Regions from separate parts of the Mus musculus genome. Here region 2 is linked to region 1. The links are chromatin contacts, called in public ChIA-PET maps. All regions are on one chromosome and are shown on one strand. The core of a region is the stretch at or near the end of the contact, and the rest is flanking DNA. Distances in the headings are between cores, read along the strand shown.

Region 1 (5,020 bases), core at 1,401-3,900:
TGGGGTCACTTGTGGTTCCCTTGTTTCCTTTTCTTGCTCCTTCTCACTGTGGGCAGACCTGTAGGTGTCAGGGGCTCTCACTTTCACTTTCCTATGACTAAAAGCAGGCTGCTTTCTCAAGTCCCCTCAGCCCCTGCATCTTCTCTGGTGAAACATCATCTCGAATCTCTTGCTGCTTTATGGTGATATGATTTTATTTTAAAAAGATTTGTTTTAAATTGTGTGTTTGTGTGTGTGTCTGTGTGGGGAGGGGCAGGATATCCCCAAGTCCAGGGACCCCCCGGGGGTCTGGATGCACATGGAGCTGGAGTCGCAGGCTGCTGGGAACTGAACCCTGGTCCTCTGTGAGAGTGCTGCATGCTTTAATCATTGAGCAGACTCTCTCCTGCCCAAGAAAACTCTTTATATATTGTTAACACACGTCCTTCAATAGATGATTGCACTCTAAGTATGTTCTTCAGTTCCTAAATTGCTTTTGGTTTTCTTAGTGTCCTGAAGAGCACACATTTAAAATGCCTTGAGAAAGTCCAAATCAATGGGGTTTTTCTCTCTTATTATTCAAACTCCTAAGAAACTGTGGCTTTCACACACTTATAAAGATATTTATTCTCTTATAAAGCACTGCATATTTGTTTATTTAATTTGTCTCCATTCACTTTCACAAAGTTATAAAGTAGTACAAGGTGCTGGAGAGCATTGGAATAAAACCAACTGACTCATCCGGGATGCTGGCACTCTCCTGCCAGCCCAGCAGTGGGAGGTGAAGCAAGCCCTCTCCCCCCTCTCCCCCCCCTCCTCTCCCTTCCCCTCCTCCTCACTCCCCCTCTCTCATCCCTCCCCACTCTCTCCCTCCCCTCCCCCTCTTTCCCTCTCTCCCTTCCTCATTTTGGTTCTTAGACAAGATCTCATATGTAGCTAAAGCCAGCCTCAAACTTCTCGGTACTGGGATTTTAGGTGTGAGCTACCATGCCCACCTTTGCTGGTGAGTTTCCTATGAGACCATATGATAAACACACTGGTGATAGAAATGCACACACTAGTGATAGAAACACTGGTGATAGAAACACTGGTGATAGAAACACTGGTGATAAACATGCTGGTGAGAGAGACACTGGTGAGAGAGACACTGGTGAGAGAGAGAACAAAGGCGCACACAAAAGGCCCTGATTGACCCATCACAGCAGCTCTCTGCCTGTTCTCAGGCTCATCAGTGAACTAGTGAACATACTGTCCCTGAGCTAGACCTGCGCACACAGAAGACCTTCACCCTCGATGCCATTGTCACGCCTAGCCAGCAGCACATGCGAGCCCTAGTCAGATGCTGGAAGCATCCCTGTGGGTACTCCTTGCTGTTATAGGAGCATTCCTCATATCTCAATAAGCCCCATGCTTTACTGCTGGCGGTATACATTCCTAACAAAAGGTTGGGGGTGTTTATAGTTTGTTGGAGCTATGTGTCAACAGATTCCTTCCAAACTTCTAAGAAGAGCATTACCTCAAATTATTTTTACCACAAAAAGACCATCTTTAAAAAATGGTCTTCTGGTTGCTGCTGTTTCTGTTTCAAACGGTCAAGTGTAGAAGAGTTTGGTGAGTTTGCAGCTCCTGCTTGCCTGGACTCTTCTCATTCTGGGCCATGCCAACCACGGTCTGGTCCCACCGTGGGACTCAGGACAAATGGACTTACCTGGCACTCTCCTTTTTCAGTCAAGAAGGTTTTGAAATTTATAGCTTAGATGCTCTCAGCCTAGATAGCAACATACCTGCATCTCCCATATTATTTGTATGTCATTTTTAATGTTGTTAGTTTTTCAGGCTTAGATTCCTGGGTCAAATATTTAATAAGTGATCTGGGCTCAAAGGCTGGTTTAATAAGACATTTAAATTGGCCACTGAAAAAGGTGGTTCTGGATCCTTGTGAAAATTGCTAAGCTACAAGCTCAAAAGCCTCTTTATGTCTTCTGAGGTGACTTCCCCAAAGAATGTAAACACAGAAGACTGACTTTGAGGTCAGGAGGTTTCAATGATAAAGGGACTTTTGCTGTCTGATCCCTAAGCTGCATTGCTTGGTGCGGCTTCTCTGCTGAGACATCCTGAGAGTATCAGATGACTCACTCAGGCCTGACTGATTTAACCACACACAGCTCACACAGATCGGCTCCTGCTGTATACTCAGTCGGATGCTTGGATGCCTGCCTGCTCCTGAATTACTTTTTTTCTCTCTCTCCATGCTTGCCCAGGGTATGACATTTTTTCCCCCAGAGACAGGACAACCGGTACTTGGCATAAAAGAAGAATTCCACTTTCCGATGACACAGGGACATGGATATCTCTGGGTGTCAACAAGCAAGTCTTTCTATTTCTCCCTCTCCCATTTCAACAGATCTCATAGTTTCTAAGCATGGGCACGGCACGTAAAGGGTCTGTGCCAATCCATGTTGCCCTTGGTGAGGTAAAGCCTACTTCTACTGGCTTGTTCTGGAGTATAGTGGGTTATGCCCTGGAAAAGGCTGTCACTTCTCTGAGCTGAGATCAAACCCAGGGCCTCACAGGCTCTAAGCCAGCGCTCCACCTCTGAGCTCTGCTCACAGTTCAGTTACCTAGTTTAACTCGATTGTCTCCTACTTCCTGTAATCTGCTCTCTGCTGCAGAAGAGGTGGAAAGAAGAAAAGTGAAACAGAAAGTAAGAGGTGGTGGTGTGGAAAGGGATGCGGGAGGCAGTACTGAAGGCCAGGTACAGTACAGGAGGGTGAAAGGGTCCCGAGCTCCGGCCTTCATGCCCACCCCAAACCCCTCCCAACCATTTTAAGCACAGTGCACAGGCCTGCGCTTATCGATATACAGCCTGAAGCTGTTGTTCTCCATCGGAACTGTTTAAATGTCATCTAGAAGGTTCTGAAGCTGCCTAGTGTAGTACCACGCCCTAACTTTAGTCAGGATGGCTTAATGGGTGAAATGCAGATGGGGCAGCATCTTTACAAACACTTCACCAGGGTCAAGTCCTAGGGGAGCTTCAGGGGTCCTTAAAAGTGGGGACCCCCACTTTGCATCTTCTCCTTGGGAGGCTGGGAAAGTCCTAAAGGCTGTTCAGCAAAGACGAAATCCCCACTTCTGTTTTGTGAAAAGGAAAGAGGAGCTGGGGGTGGTCGCCCTGGGAAGCCCCTAGCTCACAGAATTCTCCTAACCTCTCCACAGTTGCTGCCACTGGGGGCCTCCCAATGGGTGGGAACACTGCTTCTCCTGGCTCCTCAAAGCCTTTCAGGACCTTTGGAGATTTTACAATGGACCTTTTCTCAAGCGAGATTTCAGAGAAGCTGTCCCGTGATTTTCTGATTTGGCATGGATTGAGACCTGTCTGTCCAGCAGTGCGAGGCTTCTGTGGGGTTTGTAGTGCATTTCTTCAGCATAATCATAGTATGGTTTACAAGTGTCATGGGTGCAGACAGAATGCAATCCGCTTTAACACTGCGTTTGCACTGTCAAGGTCTTGGGGCAGTTAGAACCTTTCTAGCAGAGTGCTCTCCTGAAAGCAGGGACATTCAAAAACGCATAGTTGAGTGCACTCTACAGACTGCAAATCACTCTTGAGAGACACAATGTTAATATGGTATAGTTTAGATAAGTTTTTCGATCTAGAACTGATCCCCGTTGAGAAGTGACTCACCTGGGGCTGGGATATAGCTCAGTGATAGACCTGACCTGTAACTGTGTGTGGGCCCTGGGTCCCATTGCTAGAACTCAAAATGAGTGAATAAGTGAATGAATGAATGAATGAATGAATGAATGGAGGAGTGGGGGAAGAAGAATAGATCAACTTTATTTTTTCATTTTAGAAATGTATAGAGAAAATGATGCACGTCTTTAATCCCAGCATTCAGGCGGCAGATGGATCTTTGAGTTCAAGGCCAGTCTGATTCACAGAGTGAATTCTAGGACAGCCAAGGCTACACAGGGAAACCCTACCTTGAACAAAATAAAAACTAAATAAATAAAAAAACAAAAAAACAAAAAACAAAAGTCCCACTGGGTGGTGGCGGCCCATGCCTTTAGTCACAGCACTCAGGGTCTCTGTGAGTTTAGGGCCAGTGTCTACAGATCTTGTTAGGAGTAGCGCTTCACACAGTCACAAAAGCCTACATTGTCTCAGACCCTCGGTGTGTTTAGTGTGTTCTGTTCAAAACAAAACAAAAATCAAACCAATATAGCACCAGCTGTGTGTGTGCTGCTGCATACCATTCTGGAACTGAGACGGGAGGAACAGCACCTGCTTTTAGTTTAACAGTTTTGTGTGTCACTACATTGTGTGTGTGTGTGTGTGTGTGTGCGCGCGCGCGGCACGCGCACACGCGCACATGTGTGACCATAGGCAGTGGCAATCAAGTGAGCATAAACTGTCATTGTAGAATTCAAGGTCTAAGTCCTGTCATTCTTGGATATGAGGTATAAAGGTCAAGCCTATCAGAGTGAAGAGGGCCTTCAGAGGGGAGCTACTCTGCTGGGGTGATCCTGAACACTGGGGTGCTAAAGCTTTAGCATCAGCTACCACAATTAGTTCTTTTCAGGTGGCTGTTAACCATGGAGCATCCCCAAGCCCGCTGGTTACTGGCCACAGGGATCTGTTTCCGGAGATTCTGATGTCATTAGACTGAAGTGCGTCTGAGGCAGTGGATAGCTACACTTGAGAAGCTCATCCTGCCTGGAGCTTTCCCAGGAGAAGGGATTGCGCTCACTGTCTAGAGACCATGATGTCACTTCCTGTGGGAGGCTAGGCAGTGCCCTGCTCTGGGGCAGGGGGGCGGGATCAGGCCTTACATAGTGTCTGTAACCACCCATTACATTAAGTTGGTGGATGGATAGTCAGAGTTCAACTGTGAAAAGGTGGCCTGTCCTTAGAGTTCTCATCACAGATGAGATGACATGGACTCAAGGTGACTCTGGAACCTAAGGAGAAAATTGATATCTTCACGGAAGACTTCTTAGGTCAAAGTAGTTTTGCATCACCTAAGCGTTGAGAATTATA
Region 2 (5,020 bases), core at 1,437-3,936, 400 kb after region 1:
GGAGATGAGTGACAGGCTGCTTCCTGATACTCCCCCACCATACTCTACTGCACTCCAAAGAGAGCTTACATGAAAAGCCTCTGAAGGACAGACAAGACATCCTGGCATCTAACAGTAAGCACACCACACGACTGAACGCGTTTCTGAACAGAGCCTGGTTTTGTTTCAAGTGCTGTCTGTACTGCGTTAGTGGCACTGGATAAAAATGCCACCATAGCTTGTAAATTTTAGATATAAAAGAGAAACATAAAACAAGGGGTTATAAATCAGCTGGATCTCAATTAAAATACTTAGACTGACACTCAGAAACACTGGGCAGACTACAGTAAGATGAGTGGGTGGCTGGTTCAACGTTAATCACTGGAGCCTGCAGGAGGGTTTTGTCTTCGAGGTACTAGTCACATACATCTAGCACTGACTGGAACGTTGAAATACAACGTTATATCAAGCTATCCTACAGATGAAATGCACCGCCACAGATGGATGTCTGCTTCACAGTTAGGGCCATCGAGAAGAACCATGCTGCCTGCGAGCTCTAAGATAAATGTCTGCAGTTAATATCCAATGGCTACCCCACTACTTAAAAACAAACAGGAAGTTAGCCAGTTGTTCTCAGTGAGGGTACCCTGGACTTGAGTGGAAGCATGTGGCCCCCAAACACTTCCAAATGCCTGTTATGGACGGGCAGGGTGTAGTGGTCGTGTCAACACTTAGTATTCACTGAGAACAATTCATTGTGGCTGCTCTACAATGTGTGCTCTTTAAGTGGAAAGCTGCATCACCACGCTCCTTGAAAAAAGACTGCAGCTTGAAATCTTTTTTTTTGGGAGGGGGGGTCGAGACAGGGTTTATTGAATGGCCTACTAACTAATGGTATTACTTTGGGACATCCTGGAAACATTTGGAGATGGGAGCCTGTCGTGAGTGAGTCACTATACAGAGGGGCTTGGAAACCCTGCCTTGTCCCGGCTCCTCCTCCCCCTTTCCATCTGCGTCAAGCCACGACGAAGACACTCGTCTTCCACCAGCAAGCTCTGTCCCAGTGTGCAGTGGGACTGAGCCATCCCAAAGCACGAGTTAAGTCACTTCTTTTCTCGCCAAGATTATTCATTCCGAGTATTTTGTCACAACAATGAGAAAGCTAATTAGTGTATGCTGGGACCTTTCCAATTGTCAGATGCTATCTAGTAATTCCTATCAAAAAGTTTCAAGGAATAATTTCTTTTTTTTTCCCCCTCCCGAGACAGGGTTTCTCTGTGTAGCCCTGGCTGTCCTGGAGCTCACTTTGTAGACCAGGCTGGCCTCGAACTCAGAAATCCTCCTGCCTCTGCCTCCCAAGTGCTGGGATTAAAGGCGTGCACCACCACGCCTAGCACAAGAAATAATTTCAACACTGTGCTATGCTGCAGTTTTAAATGCTGAGCCATTTCAGAGCTAAATTTACTTTACAAATCTAGACTTTCAAATGAATGCTGCTTTCTCTCCAGACTGGAGCTAGGGACAAATTCTGGTGTCTCATTTGTACACAAGCCTAACTGTTCTAAGTGATAAACACAAAATAAGGAACAGAAATGGAGGATGTCTTTCTGGTTTTACCAATAATATATAATAAGTAGAGCTTAACCCATCTTTTTATTGGAGGGTCTGTCTTTGCCTCTAATGTCTAACTGTTAGGGTTTCAAGGCCCTCAACATACCAGAAAGTTATGAAGCAATGTAAGGCGGAGTGACAAAGGGCCCGCTCCCAATGATACTGCACTGCAGCCTTCAGCAGTCAGGAGCCCCCTGCCACAATTCCGCTGCAGGTGCCAAGGCACTGAGGCCGTCACAGAGACGCCAAGCCTGACACGATGTAAGTCATGGGAAACATTATCTGTAGAGATTTGACTTTACAGAAAAAAAAACAAGTCCTGGAGAGTCAAGACTTGACCCCATCTTTCTCACTGTTTTGTTTTTTCCTGAATGCTCGTGGAGTCTTTTTCTTTGTTAATTACACATATATGTGTCCATGTTTTAAATATATAAGCTCAACTTGCTCAGTCCGTATAACATCACTTGTACATGTGTGCTCAGGGATGACCGTTTGGTATGGACCGGAGTGCTCGTCCCTGAGTCAGACCATTTCCCCCACTCACAGTTTCCTTAGTTGCCCATAGTCCTTTCGAGGCCTCAAGAGCGACCCCTTCCCCACTTACGTTAGCATGTCTAGTGGTAGTGTCTTGTTCAATTCATGTTTAGACGGCCATGTCAGAGAGACTTCATGGGTATAGCAGCATCTCAGACACTTTAAGGAGATGCAATCTTACATCAAACTTCCTGTTTTTCCGGGGGTGAGGAGGTCATTCTTTAGATTAAGCATCACACATTCCAAAACACAAATTTAAATCTGACAAGAGCAACAGTGCTGGGTTTTCCTCACGGCCAGACAGACATGGCAACAGGCTTGCTTTCATTTGTAACTGTTCAGCCCTGCCAGAGGATTCACCCAGCTCGCAGGCACCTACATGTGGCCGCTTACCACACTAGGCTTCAGCCTGTGACTCCGTCCACCTTTGCTTGACTTTGCCATCATCACTGCCACCATCAAACAGCACTGTTGCATTCTGACTACAGAGAAGTGTCCTCCTCAGTGGAGAAAGACCACAAGTTAGGTGATAGGTGGCAGGTTTCCTGGGCAGAGGCACAGAGCAGCAGCTTTTCCGTCCTAACAAGAAGGGAAGCTCTGTGCATATCAGCACAGGAAGTCATGCACAGTGTGGTAACATTTGAAAAAACATTTGAGTCTATTATTCTAATCTAAATTTAGCCTTCATTCACACCAGGTTTTCCCATCTTTTAAATAAAGGGGATGAAGAAGATGACATTTAATATGCTCAAAAAGCTCTTTTCTCTGGGATCTAGGGTTGACTTTGGTCAGTACTGCAAGCAGCACACTTAGCTCTGCCAGGGCACACAGCATCTCCAGGATGCACCTCGTAGGCATCAGAGAAACTGAAGAGTCCTACTGTTCTTGAAGCCTACTGCAGAGGAACTGAGAACATTTGTGTTGTTTTCTTATGTAGGTTAATTACAAGCAATAAGATTAATATCGTTAAATAGCTCAGGGCTTGGGAAGTAAAAAGACAACAAACATTTGAACATCAAATGTTTACCACTTCTGTTTTTAGGAAAATGCACCCTTCCCTCTCCCAGGAAGACTGGGTCTTCCGAGGCTAAGTAAAAGCAGATGGGAGTTTTAATAATGTGAAGAGAAAACCCCATGCCCAACTACCAACACAGGAGAAGGAAAGGACTCTGCCTGACGCTGACTGGCCTGATACAGAATAGGGCTGACAGGAACATCCTTCACTGCAGATACTGGGTCACTGTAGGTGTGGCATCTGTTGGACACCGTGTATACACAAAGCAATGGTTTCTCAGCTTTGCACAGGTCCCCGAACATCAAGAACTGAGAAACCGAATGCTACAGCTTTGCTAAGCAATCAAGCACACTTTCAAACTGGTATGTTTCACTCGAGAGCAAAGGAAGTCATATCTGCTCAGCCCAACTGGGCTCATCCACACAGCAAGCACTGGAATGCCAACATAGAAACATTCCTCCACTCTCAGAGATGGCAACACAAGGGAGACTAGTGCTGAGCTCTGAGCCCAAGACACTACACATGCCAGTGACAAGCCATGAAACCCGTTCCTTAGTGATGCATTGGCCTGGTTTCCTCCTGCCCAGAGAGCAGAGGACAACCCAGGTGTCACACTCTGGTGGTTTATCAACTAGTTTGCCAGTGCTGTGTGGTTTGTCATACAAAAGATGAATGAGACAGAAATCCCTCAAAGTCTCTTGTGTCAGCCAAGAACTTGGTTCATCATGTAAGGCAACACTTCTCCAGTGAGGGATGCCAGGTTTTACTTTATTAAAAACAAACAAACAAACAAACAAAACAATGAGAAGGAAACACAGATTTTAAATATAGAGGCCATGGGCAGCCCAGTACAACTGTTACTTCTATATCTCCAATTAATCATGCAATAAAAAGACCTGGCCTGCTGATACACCAACATTTAGAGCAGAAAATACATGAGCTAGTTTAGCTATAAGCGGTCAGTCCTGATTTGTGTATTTTCATTCTCAGAGTAGCTGAAGTACAACACTCCTAATTACTGATGAGAGACAACCTCTTCTTATGTCTCCTACGTAGAGGTACTAACCATATATACTAACTTTGTAATTTAAGGAGCAAACACCAAGAAAACAGGTGAATGTTTTTAAAAACAAAAAAGGCTTTTGCTTTTGTGTCTGTCTGTCTGCCTGCCTGCCTGCCTGTCTGCCTGTCTGCATGTGAGGGTGTGGTGTATTGCACAGTGTGCACACACCTGCATACACATGTGGAGGGCAGAGGAAGCTGTTAGGTATCCATCAGTTCTCTATACTCTGCTCCCTTACAAAGGGGTCTCTCACTGAACCTGAAGCTAGGCTGGCAGACAGCACTCTACAGTGATCTTCCTACCTCCCTCTCTCACCAGCTAAGGTCAGAGGGGCGTATCTGTATATGTATCCAGCCTTTATCCAAGTGCTAAGATTCAAACTCTTGGTGGCTCACACTTGTGGAGTGTGTCCTTAGTCACTGAGTCATCTCCCGTGTGTGGCCCCTCACCTCCCTTTTGCCTTTTAATCTTTTTTTAAGCTCGAGCCTGATTCTGAGAGGGAAACCACTGGCTTTAGTGTCACAGAACTGTGGGAAAGAAGGCTTGGTAGTGACCTAGAGCACAGATAGGCGTAGCTGACATTGTTTTCACACTGTAGGACATGAGAAGGGCCTTGCTTGCTCATACAGGTGTGAGCTGACACAAAGGCAGACTCCGAGGCCAGAGAGCAGCAGAGCCAGGCACTGAGCCTCTCCTGACCATGGGTTCTGTTTCCTATGCTACCTTTTCTCAGGGGTAGACACACTTCACATGCTCTTCCGCTTTGCAATGGCGTCCCTCTGCAACTGCAAGTAGACGTCTCCACTGTGGGCTGTACT

The links. ChIA-PET counts read pairs in DNA pulled down with a chosen protein or histone mark.
Region 2: an RNA polymerase II ChIA-PET map of memory CD8 T cells shows a contact between it and region 1, with 7 read pairs. The contact joins two enhancer-like sites.

The regions. Positions count from the first base shown.
Region 1 is chr3:9,151,736-9,156,755 of GRCm38.p6, forward strand. No RefSeq gene overlaps it. Among named protein-coding and RNA genes, the nearest start is that of Gm41996, 20 kb to the right of the region's middle. Within about 2 kb of position 2,651, at least 158 of the 459 cell types and tissues checked have an H3K27ac peak or open chromatin away from gene starts, as enhancers often do. A contact at or near this core is called in memory CD8 T cells, where this site is marked.
Region 2 is chr3:9,547,400-9,552,419 of GRCm38.p6, forward strand. The region is part of intron 2 of Zfp704 (zinc finger protein 704); the gene reads right to left. Among named protein-coding and RNA genes, the nearest start is that of Zfp704, 60 kb to the right of the region's middle. Within about 2 kb of position 2,687, at least 52 of the 459 cell types and tissues checked have an H3K27ac peak or open chromatin away from gene starts, as enhancers often do. A contact at or near this core is called in memory CD8 T cells, where this site is marked.